Regions from separate parts of the Sus scrofa genome. Here region 2 is linked to region 1. Evidence: chromatin contacts called from public HiChIP or PLAC-seq data. All regions are on one chromosome and are shown on one strand. The core of a region is the stretch at or near the end of the contact, and the rest is flanking DNA. Distances in the headings are between cores, read along the strand shown.

The links. HiChIP or PLAC-seq counts read pairs in DNA pulled down with a chosen protein or histone mark.
Region 2: a contact with region 1 is called in an H3K27ac HiChIP or PLAC-seq map of alveolar macrophages. The contact joins two enhancer-like sites. A contact is called at or near these places in 1 of 5 promoter capture datasets (liver) and 1 of 2 datasets of contacts at active chromatin or transcription factors (alveolar macrophages).

The regions. Positions count from the first base shown.
Region 1 is chr2:72,787,746-72,793,240 of Sscrofa11.1, forward strand. It overlaps MLLT1 (protein ENL), which reads left to right. Exons shown (of 11, transcript XM_021083993.1): 2 at 2,692-2,872. Among named protein-coding and RNA genes, the nearest start is that of MLLT1, 9.5 kb to the left of the region's middle. Within about 2 kb of position 3,131, at least 3 of the 83 cell types and tissues checked have an H3K27ac peak or open chromatin away from gene starts, as enhancers often do. A contact at or near this core is called in alveolar macrophages, where this site is marked.
Region 2 is chr2:73,079,206-73,084,700 of Sscrofa11.1, forward strand. The region is part of intron 1 of RANBP3 (ran-binding protein 3); the gene reads left to right. Among named protein-coding and RNA genes, the nearest start is that of RANBP3, 19 kb to the left of the region's middle. Within about 2 kb of position 2,581, at least 16 of the 83 cell types and tissues checked have an H3K27ac peak or open chromatin away from gene starts, as enhancers often do. A contact at or near this core is called in alveolar macrophages, where this site is marked.

The DNA.
Region 1 (5,495 bases), core at 1,881-4,380:
GTTTTCACAGCTGACTCACTACCCACAGCCTCCTGCCAGCTCATCCATATATGTCAGGACCACCCTGTCCTTATCTGTCACTTAGGTCCTTCCTTCTCGGGGTGCACTGATCTGGGAAGCCCCTCTGGTTTAATCCAGTGTTGTTGATGCCTCGTGCAGCATGGTTCTAGAATAGAGTTAAAAGGACGGGTGGGAGGTGGCCCCGGGGAGTCAGCAGTATGTAGTCAGGAGCAGGCTGGGGATGAAGTGGCCCTGCCGAGTTGGTTGTGCATAGACTGCTGTGGGATCTGGTTGGTTTCCAGTGTGGTGATGGATCAGAAAGGGCCTGGTAGAGAGTGGCGCTTGAGTCAGGGCCAGTGGAATTTCAGTCAGCAGGGAAGTAAGTGTGTGTGGGGCACCCAGGCTGCAGGCTGGGAGTAAAGGTGGAGGTGTGGACATTCCTGGTGTGTATGGGGATGGCTGGTGTCCGATGGAACTGGGATGTGGGGGTTGTGTGTTTCCTGTGTGTTCTGAGTTCTCCGCCTCTAAGGCATGCCCCCCCCCCCGACTTAGCAGCAGCTTCTCTGCATGTGAGCGCAGATGCAGGTGCACGGGGGACTTCATCTGGGAAGCTTGCATGCCCTGCAACATGCTCTCTGACTTAGGGTGAAGAAAAGGTGGTAAACCTGGAGCATCCCAGACTTGAGGAAGCACAGGTGGGGCTGTGGAGGTGTGCTGAGGGAGTGGTGAGCCAGCAATGGGCTCTGGTTGCCCTGCTTCCTGGCAGTGACTGAGCAGCCAGAGGAGTGGCAGGAGGGCCGGGTCTCTATGGGCTTTCAGAGCCCAGAGAAGAGGCAGGGGGGCGGGGGAGACAGGAGGGATGGGGCCAGTCCCTGGGATGCACCCAGAATGCACCCAGGATGCACACGGTCATTTGGTGACAAAAAGGGAGGAAAGTGCAGGAGGAGGTTTCTGGTCCTGGTCCTGGGTTGATGTGCCCTGAGGAGGAGTTCCCTTAAGGAAGTGTGGGATCCAGGCCATTGCCGTTATCTCAGCACTTAGGCACAAGTGTCCACTTGGCCTCTGCCTTCTATGTAACATTCTTGGTTTGGATACTAGGTGTCGGGCTATGTCTGTGCAAAGTCTAGGGAGAATTTTATGGACCAGGGTGGATGTGGACAGTAGGTCCCTGTGGGTGGTTTTGGCTAGCATCACTGGTGGGAGGACTTTTAAGTGTCTTGGCTGCTTGTTTGGTGGGATGGGGCTTGTGTGAGTGACCTCACATCTCAAGGGAGCGGCAGACACGTGCCTGAGGAAGGAAACTGGGCCATGGGGGTTGCGGGTCCACCTGCACCTGTCCCCAGTTGGCTTCACACCTGCCCCCCATTCTCACTGTGAACCATCATTCTGTTTTTAAAATAAAGCCAGCATTGTGCAGGTGACTCAGGTGACCCCAGGGGACTCTTCTCCAGGAAGCATTCTGTGGGACAACAGAAAATGAAAACACTGTAATCAAAGACCGGGGTGGGTTGGCCGGCGTGGCAGGATGGCAGAGTGGCTAAGGGGTGAATCTTCCTACGGCCGAGCCACCTCACATGTGCCACTTAGCTCACTCTGGAGCCTTAGTTTCCTCAGTCATAGAACAAGGTACAGCCCACCCTCCGTATCTGTGGGTTCCCTGTCCACAGGGAAATTGAAAATATTTGGGAAAAAAAATTCCAGAAAGTCCCAAAAAGCAGCACTTGAATTTGTCATGCCCCAGCAACTATTTCCATAGCACTTATGAGTATCTGCAACTATTTTCCTAGCGCTTACGTTGTACAAGGTATTAGAAGTAATCTAGAGGTTGGAGTTCCTGTCCTGGCTCAGTGGTTAATGAATCTGACTAGGAACCACGAGGTTGCGGGTTCGATCCCTGGCCTTACTCAGTGGGTTAAGGATGCGGCGTTGCCGTGAGCTGTGGTGTAGGGCGCAGAAGCGACTTGGATCCTGCTTTGCTGTGGTGTAGGCTGGTGGCTACAGCTCCAATTAGATCTCTAGCCTGGGAACCTCCATGTGGCGCGGGTGCGGCCCTAGAAAAGGCAAAAAGACCAAAAAAAAAAAAAAAAAAGGGACCTAGAGGGGCTTTAAAGCATGCGGGAAGGTGTATGTGGTTCTGTGTAAGCACTGTGCCGTTTTATGGTGCCGTTTTATGTAAGAGACTTGAGCAGCCATGGATGTTAGTGTCCTTGGATCCTGGAACCAAAGGGCGGCATAATTGCACCACAGTCACACTTTCATATTCCAGGAGAGCTTGCTGAGGATTGCTGCTCCAGACAGGGAGCCATTCCCATGAGCCACTGTAGAGCACGTGGGACAAACCATTAGCAAGAGGATCTCTGATAGTGGAGAATGCTGAGAAAGAGCGCCATGGGGGTGGGGTGGGGTGGGTGCTTTCAGATGGGGTGGTGACAGAAGGCTTCCCTGAGGCAGTCAAGGCTCGACCTCAGTGACGGGAAGGAGTGGGCCATGGGCGGTGGAGGAGAGCATCCAAGGCAGAGGGAGCTGCAGGAGCCCAGCCCCTGGGGCAGGGTAGGGAGGAGACTCGGGGACCCCCGTGAGCTTGCTGGGGAGAAGAGACGTGGAAAGCCAGTCCATAGGCCTGGTCCGTGAGCCTGCAGCCCTTACTTGGGGCTCTGCACTGACCCCGTGCCTGCCTTTCTCTCTGTCCAGTGCACTGTCCAGGTCAAGTTAGAGCTGGGACACCGCGCCCAATTGCGCAAGAAGCCCACCACGGAGGGGTTCACGCACGACTGGATGGTGTTCGTCCGCGGCCCCGAGCAGTGCGATATCCAGCACTTCGTGGAGAAGGTGGTCTTCCGGCTGCACGACAGCTTCCCCAAGCCCAAGCGCGGTGAGTGCCCCAGGCCTGGCCCACACCCGGCCCTTCCCTCTCCCTTCCCTGTGAGATGCCGGCCTGCACCCTGGGGTATGCGGTGAGAGCTTGCGGGCCCTGCTCTGACCCTGCAAAGGGCCTCTGCCCTCCCTTCTGCTTCCCCTTCAGCCGTGGGCCTCATCATAGGGAAATCCTGGTGGAGCTGATGACTGTGTCTTGTGTCATTACCTAGACTCAGCCCCTGAGGAGCATCCAGAGGAGGGAGCCTGTGGTTGTGGGTGGGAGGGGCAACTTAATGCCCACCCCTGAGTAAGCAGGAAATCGCTTCCTGGGCCCATGTTTGATGAGACATGCCATTCCAAGAACCACCACGTGTGGGGCAAAAAGCAGAAAAGGCACTCACCTCGCTGCTGCCTTCCCTCCTGGCCTCACCCCTCAGCCTGCCGTCTATGAAGCACCAGGTTACCTGCAGCCTGGTGTCTGATGGGGCGAGACGAGAACTCGCTGGTGTGAGTGTGTGGGAGTAGAGGACGCTTCTCAGGGAATTTGATGGGGACTTTGGAGTGAAGTTGGAGGCTGTCTTGTGAGCCCTGTGGGACCAGGGCCCTGCCTGCTGGTTGCCCCCATGTGAAGCCGGGCATGTCACAGGGGTCCATGATATATTTCTTGAATGGATGTGTTGATAAAGCAGGGAAGGGCTTATTCCTGGAAAAGGGCTTCAGGGCTGGGAGAGCCACTGCCAGGCTACCAACCCCTTCACCCGTCCAGGCGGACAGGGACGGGGCCAAGTCATGAGAGAATGTGCACGGCCTGTGGTCCAAGCAGGAGCCCATCCCAGGACCCACTGGGGGCCTGTGCCAGTACGGGTCTTCCTGTCTAGTGGGGAAATGACCTAAGTTACAGAAATAGAAACTTCTGGCTCAGCAGGGAAGGCCACTGTTTTTTGGCTTGTGGAAGTTCCTGGGCCAAGAATTGAACCTGTGCCATAGCAGCAACCCGAGCCACTGCAGTGACAATAGCAGATCATTATCCCGCTATACCATCCTCCTTTCTAAGCGCTGCATTTTGCAGCATCTGTCCTTGTGACTTCGAATGAGGGAGCTGGCCTACCTTCAGTTCTCCACAGAAGGCTCCCTCACCCTTTGGGGCCCTCCGGCTGCCAGTCTGACTCGTAGTTTCTTTGCTCAGTTCACCTGTACAGCTTTGTCTTCTTAGCCTTTTTCTGTTTTCTCTCCTTAGCACCATCTTCCGACGTTGTATACATTACTTACTTATCTCGTCCATCTCGCCCTCCCCCGAAGTGAGGGATTTGTGTCTAGTGGTAGAGTTTACGCTGTGTCCCGGGTGCTGAAAGGCTAGAGTAGGTGCTTGCTGAATCCTTGTCTAGTGAATGAATGGATTCTTCAGCACCGTCAACTTTGGCCAAGGTCTCCTGACTGTCCACTTAGAAAGAGAAAGGCAGGAGCACCCCGTCTTTACTCGAACCTTACACCCCTCCTTCTGGGAGCTACACTTGACATTGTAAAGGTTGTTCTGCTCCAGGCCTGGAGATTAAGCCTAGAAGCTGGCAGCTGGCAAAGGGCACTGACTGTATTGACTGTTTCCACTCTTGGCCCAGTTGGGATCCTCTCTGAACTCTGGGCCACTCCAGGAAGAAGGCTCAAGGTCATGTCAGGGTCATATGGGCTCTTTATCTCAACCTTGGTTGAAGTTTGGCCCTGTTTACTTGGCTGCATGTTTGGCCCTTGGCTTTGTGAACACCCTTTGCTTCTCCTCCCACCCTTTCGTCATTTGTCTTCATCAAAGATGCTTCGTCTTTCCTCCATCCTCTGCAACACCTCGTTTATTCAGTGGAGTTTTTTCCCCCTTTGGATGTTTCATTCTGGTCTCTTCCACCCCTGATCAGAACTGGCTCCTCTCGAGGCTGCCTCTTTAGCCATCAGTCTGGGACTTTACTTTTCTCCTGGGGGGATTTACTGTCTTCTTACCCTATGTTTTGGTTTATCTTCCTGTTTTACTGGAGTCGTTCCTCAAGAAGTATCCCAAGAGATTAATTACTGAAGCAATTTCCTCAGAAAGGCGTGTGGGGAATAAACTCTGACTCCTGGTGTGTTTGAAGTATCATTCTTCTCTTCCCACACTTGAGGGGAAGGTTAGTTGGATATGGTGTCCTAGTTTGAGAATTACTCTCACTTAGAGCTTTGAAAGTGTTTCTTCACTCTCTTCTGGAAAGTCTGATTCTACTGGGTTCTCGTTCTGTTGTGGGTGGCCTGTCTTAGAATTATCCCCCGCCTCCCCCAGAAGGATTTAGATGTTTTAATGACATTGTTTCTGGGGTCTTTTTTGTTTGTTTCTTTATCATATTGGACATTGAGTGTCCTTTGTTTCAGCGTCAGACAGTTTTCTTCCATTTCTTGGGCAGTTTCTTTCCATCTGATTTCTGTTTTCTCTTTCTTAGGTTGTTCATTACATAACTTCTCTATGCTTTACTGTTTTCATCTGTAAAATGAGAACAAATTGCATCTGTTTCATAAGGTCGTTAGGAGGATTAAGTGAGTTAAATGTATAAAGTGCTGAGAATACTGCCTGGCGCATAGTAGGTGCTTTATAGATAGTAGCTACTGTTGACATTTATTAACCT
Region 2 (5,495 bases), core at 1,331-3,830, 290 kb after region 1:
AGATCCTTTAACCCACTGAGTGAAGCCAGGGATCGAACCTGAGTCCTTATGGATACTAGTTGGGTTCATTACCACTGAGCCATAATGGGAACTCCTGCAGAGTTTTTATCATAAATGGATGTTGAAGTAGTTTATGCTTTAGGAGAAGGGCCTGCCACCTTGGGAATCCCTTTCTTACCCAGAGACCTCTGTACCCTACAAGGAGAATGGTCTGTGGCCCCTTGGGTCAGGAGGCAGCCTGCATCTCAAGGACTCCCAACTTCTTTGAAGCCATCTTGATTCATTTGCTCAAGAAAGAAAGTACCTGAATGTGATTGGTGCTTACCTTCCAGGAGCCTCTATGCTGGGCCCATGCAGGTGTGAATGGACCAAGGAGGGGATGCATTTCACTCCTGTTGCCCTGGGCTGAGGTGTTTCCTATCTGTCTTTAAGGGTCTGGAGCCCGATTGTGCCCACCCTGACCATTTTTCTTCAGTGCTGCCTCATTCCTCCCACTCCTGGCCACCTGACTAAATGCCACTCATCCTTCTGCTTAAGTGACACTTCCTTTAAGAAGCCCTCCCTGATCCACTCCTCCTTTGCAGCCTCACCATGTTGGGTGCCCCAGCTCTGTGTTCTGAGTCTCTTCTCCACGTCACCTGAGTCTGATGTCAGCTCCTGGCAGACAGGGGACATACCTCTCCATGTCACCACCACACCCAAAAGCCAGCATGATGCCTGGCGCACAGTGGACACCCAGATGTGTGGAGCCACAGAAAGTTGCAGTTGTCAAATGGATGTTATTATTGAATCTGTGAAAGAGCAAGAGGTGCATCTGCGGAAGTGGTTCCCAAGCTCAGCAAGGTGGACCCTGACAGTCACAGCCACGTCATCAGTGCTTCTGGGAGCAGGGCTCCGAAGAGGATGGGTTAGAAAGTGTGTATGGCAGGGCCCACACATCTGGGAGGGGTATGGAACAAAAGCAGAGATCTGCAGCTTTTGCATCTAGGCTTACCTGCCTGTGCTTATCAGCAGAACTGCAAAGATTACATCCAGGATGCAGGCTAAGCTGCCCCATTTTACATCCAAACTGCAAGGTCAGGTGGAGGGTGGCAGGGGAGAGGAGGGAGAGCCTTTGCTCTGGGCTGGGATGTCATCAGGGGCTACTCAGTTCAGCTTCTGGCCAGGTCTTTCCCCTTCCCCACCCCCGCCCCCATGCTCTTTCCCTGGGGACTGGGGAAGCAGGGTACTTTCCCTGGCTGGAGTAGCAGTTGGGCTCCAACAGAGTGCCACTTGGGGCACAGGAGCTGAGGAGGGGCATGTGGAGGATGCTGGGGGGAGAGGGGTTGGGATCAAGCAGTTGCCAGCTTAGACTTGGCATCAGTGCCTTGGAAAGCCAAGGTGAGGCCAAAGCACCCAATGCATCCCAGAAGCGCCTGGGCCGCCCAGAGGCAGGAGTGTTATTTGAGGTGACTCGGGGTTCTGAATCTCACCCACTTCACACAACAGTGTTGGCCGCAGTTGGCCACAGATCTCAGTTGTCTCTGGGTTTTCCTGGAAAGGGGGTGTTCCCTGGTCAGATAACTCTGAGGAACTTTTGGTGAAACAGGTTTCTTTACCATTGTTTTCCTTAACCTTTCTTATGTTGATGAGTCTTGTCCATGCTCCAGGCAGCCTGCTTTTTTACAAACTAATTTGATCAGAGAGCGTTTCACAGAACCAAAAAATAGAAAAACACCTGGTGGACAGAGTCTGTATCAAACAAGTACATATATTTGGTTAACATATTAATATTTTGGGTCTTTCCGGTAGCCTAGGTCTCTCCACAAATCTCTAGTGGTGGTTTTCCCTTCAGTCATGAAAGAAAAGCTGGGCCAGAAGCCTCCTTGCTTCTGTCCTATGTTCCCCAAACTTGAGTTTTCAGTTACATAAATGATGCTGGTAATTCAGTGACAACCAGGAGCAGTGGTGACATGGGAAGATTTTAAAAAAAGAAGTGCTTACTTAAATGTGGGGCAGTTCTTGCATGGAACAGGGTGCATGTGTGTTGTCACCGTGGAATCAGTGCTGACTTAGAAGTTACGGACTTTGGGCCCTCTTGGCGTTGAGCAGAAACAAAACTTGCGTGGCTCTGGTGCTTTGTGTCTTTGATAGAGAACTGACTGAAGTTCATGACCACCAAGCCTTGCCCTCCTCGGGGGTCTCTTTGGCTCTCCGAGTGGGCTGCTAGGGCCCAAGCCTCCTGGCCCCAGCCTGTGTGACACACAGCATTTCGCTCCCTCTGTAACTGCTTGTTGAGCAGGTATTACACTTGAGACTGTTTGGCTCTGACAAGACAGAGGTGAACCCAACAGAGGCCCCGTTCCTCTGGAGCTTTCCCGGGGTGGACATTGCTGGTGAGCAAATAAACACATCACATAGACTCCCCCCCCACCCACACACACACAGCTCCCAGACTTCGCAGTGCCTGGCCAGGTTGGCACACATAGCCCCTCCCTTTTCATCAGATGTTTTACTCTAAAGTTTTTTGCCCTCAGCTTCCTGTTCCCCATTTTCCCATGGTGCCTTGCACAGAATAAGGGCTTAGAAAATATTTCTGTGATTGCATAGCAGCTGTTGTTACACATGTGAGGAAGTACAGAGGGGGTTTAGTTCAAACATTTATCGGACGGTTCCTGGATGGCACGCGGGAACTGTGTCTGTGGTCTCTCAGCCTCCCTGACAGGTAGCCTCAGTATAACCCGTGCTGGGTACAAGCCAGAGCTCGCTTCATTAAGGAGCACATTTCAAACTGGGAGCCTCCTTAAGGAGGTGGTGTCTGTGCCTGGGTGTGTGTTGACCACAGAAGAGCAAGTGAGAATGTCTTCTAGGTGGAGGAACTAAGCCAGGCAAAAGCCTAGAAGCATGACAGAAGCGAGGGGCGTGCCGGGGACAGGGACACTTCAGTGCCACAGTCATGGTCAGCGGCGGGGTAGCCTTTGAAGGGCCTTTGCCCCTAGTCTGGGAGGCCCTTGCCAAGTTTTGAGCATAAGTTTCACAGCAGTGTTCTGGCCGCTCTGTGGAGGCCACCCTTAAGGGGGTGAGAGTAGAGGCAGAGAAGGAAGGGAGCTCTCAACTATGACTGTGGTGGCAGCAGGTGGTTGAGGAGCAGGAGCCCGGAGTTAATGAGGGCGGATCTGCTTTTGGAGCTCAGACCGCAGTGTGTTCTCCATGGCTTCCCTCTGCCGCCCCCCTACCCCGCCCCATGCAGCATGCCCAGTTGCAGTACAGGGTTGTCCTTCCAGCAGAGGGGACCTCTCCCAGCTTATGCCTGGACCATGCTGGGTGGGACCTTCGCACCACAGACAGCCGCCTGCTCAAACTAATTCCCATCCTGTCCTGTCCCACGGGCTCACAGGCAGCCCCTCCTGTGCCTGCCTGCACATCAGCCAACACAGTCCCAGCAACAGGAAGCTCTTCCTCTGCCATCCAAATGGTTCTCTCTCCATTCTAGTCCTTACAGTCTGGCTGTTGTTTTCTGCAGTGCCCCCTCCTCTTACTTATCTCCCCACCAGATACTTGAATCCCTGCAGGGTGCCAAATACTGCTCTCAAACTGTGGAACATGGAGGGGACAAGGCACTCTCCAGGCTCATGGAGTTGATAGCTTAGTAGGGGGAACACACCACAAACCCCTAAATACATAGCATATCAGGTGAGGATATCTGCTGTGACAAGAAAGAAAGTCAGGGTCAAACAGGGTTTGGCGTGTGTTTAAGTCTATGGCAGCTAAACCTCACCTCTCAGAGAGGCCAGAGGCTGTTAAAGACTAGGAACAGGAGTTCCCTTATGGCTTCACAGGTTAAAGGACCCTGCTGTTGTGCAGGTTCAGTCCCTGGCCCAGGAACTTCCACCTGCCACCGGTGTGGTCAAAAAAAAAATAAAAGACTAGGGGCAGAAATCAAGCTCAGACTGGCTTAAACAAAAATCCGCATTTGCTGGCTTAACTGAAAAGTCAGAGTCAGGTGAGGGCTTAGCTTTGGGCCTCCAGGGTTCCATTTCCTTCTCTATCTTCAGCTCCGCTTTCTGCTGGATTGGCTGCACTCTGTGCCCCTTGTGGTGACATCCCTTCCACAGTGGCTCTGGCGAAAGTCCTGGACCCAAGTCTCTTTTGCTGCCTCAGCCTGGCCTGATTGTTGTGCCGTGGGGTGCCCTGGGGCAGGAGCCTGCAGTTCTCCCCTCTGTGGACCTGGAGTCCAGATTGGGCTCCTGTAAACCATGGCAGGGGCGGGGGATGCTGCGCTGGCCACAACCCCAGCTCCTGCCTCTGCCCCTCTGCGCCTTGCAGCTGGAAGGCCCAGAGTCAAATGCAGAAGTGAGGCTGGGCCCTAACCTGCAGCCCTGGATGTTGGGCTTGTGGGGTGAAGGGCAGTAACAGAGGATGACTGGGGTTCCCATGGTAGACATGGTGAGGGTAAGCTGCCACTGTCCCCAGAGCCCCTCCAGCATTCCTTTGCTGTCCCTTGTTGCCTGGCAGTAGTTACTTTCATTCAGCCCTCCGTGTTTGTCAAGCAGCAGCCATCTGTGCTGGGGTGATGGCTGTTTTAGGAAGCGTGGAAGGCCCTTTGGCACCCCCACTCTCCTCCCTTATGGCATTTTGCTCTTGTAAATGTTGTTCACCCCAGTGTTTGCGTAGACTGTGTGTGGTGAGGATTGTTGTGTCGGACCAAGTGTCACAAGGCTTCAGTGAGCACAGCAGGGGGAATAGTCTCCATTGGTGGGTCCTGCCACCAAAGTCAAGATTGGCATGTGTCCTGCCCCTTTGTGGAGTGGGAGTTTTGAGGGGTGGGGAGTGGGACAGTGTCTGTGTGACCATCTCAGTCTTGTGCTTTTACTCCTCAAACCTTGTCCCTGCCCCATCTTCTTTATTGTGGGTGATCCCCATTGCCTCCTGACAGGTCTCCCCATGTCGCCTCCTTCCCCAGACTCTGTTCTTTCTGTGCTTCCCCCACTCCTTTTACAGTTGTCCTGGTTCCTTAGCATTGCCACAGTCTGCCCCATGGGCTCCCGGTCACCTGTCCCTCTCCCTTCTGGGCTCTTCTTGAGACTTCAGCCCAGCCACCTCTTCTCGGGGATGTTTCCCTGATGCTCCAGACCAGACACTCAGACCAGATCCCACTTGAGTGCTCGAGTGGCCTGCAGATTGTGCCCCCTCCTGTGTAGCAGTCTTGCCGTGGTAAAGCTGTGCCAGTGCAGGTTCCTGGTTCACCTTAGCTCCCCATGGCTGAGGGGAGGGGGAGGGGCTGTACAGGTGCTCCCCAAACTCACGACTCCCCTTGCTTCCCATCCAGGCTGCCCTCCAGCCTCAAATGTTGAGGCAGGCCCTGGGCGCATACCACAGGGTTCACGAGTGTACCCACAGCCTCCCTGATGCAGGCACATGTGGGCCTCCCCCATGGGTCATGGTGGGCCTCATCCAGAACCCCATGGCTGGCTGCCGCCTGCTCAAGGACAAGTGACAAAGGGCTGTGGACTCAG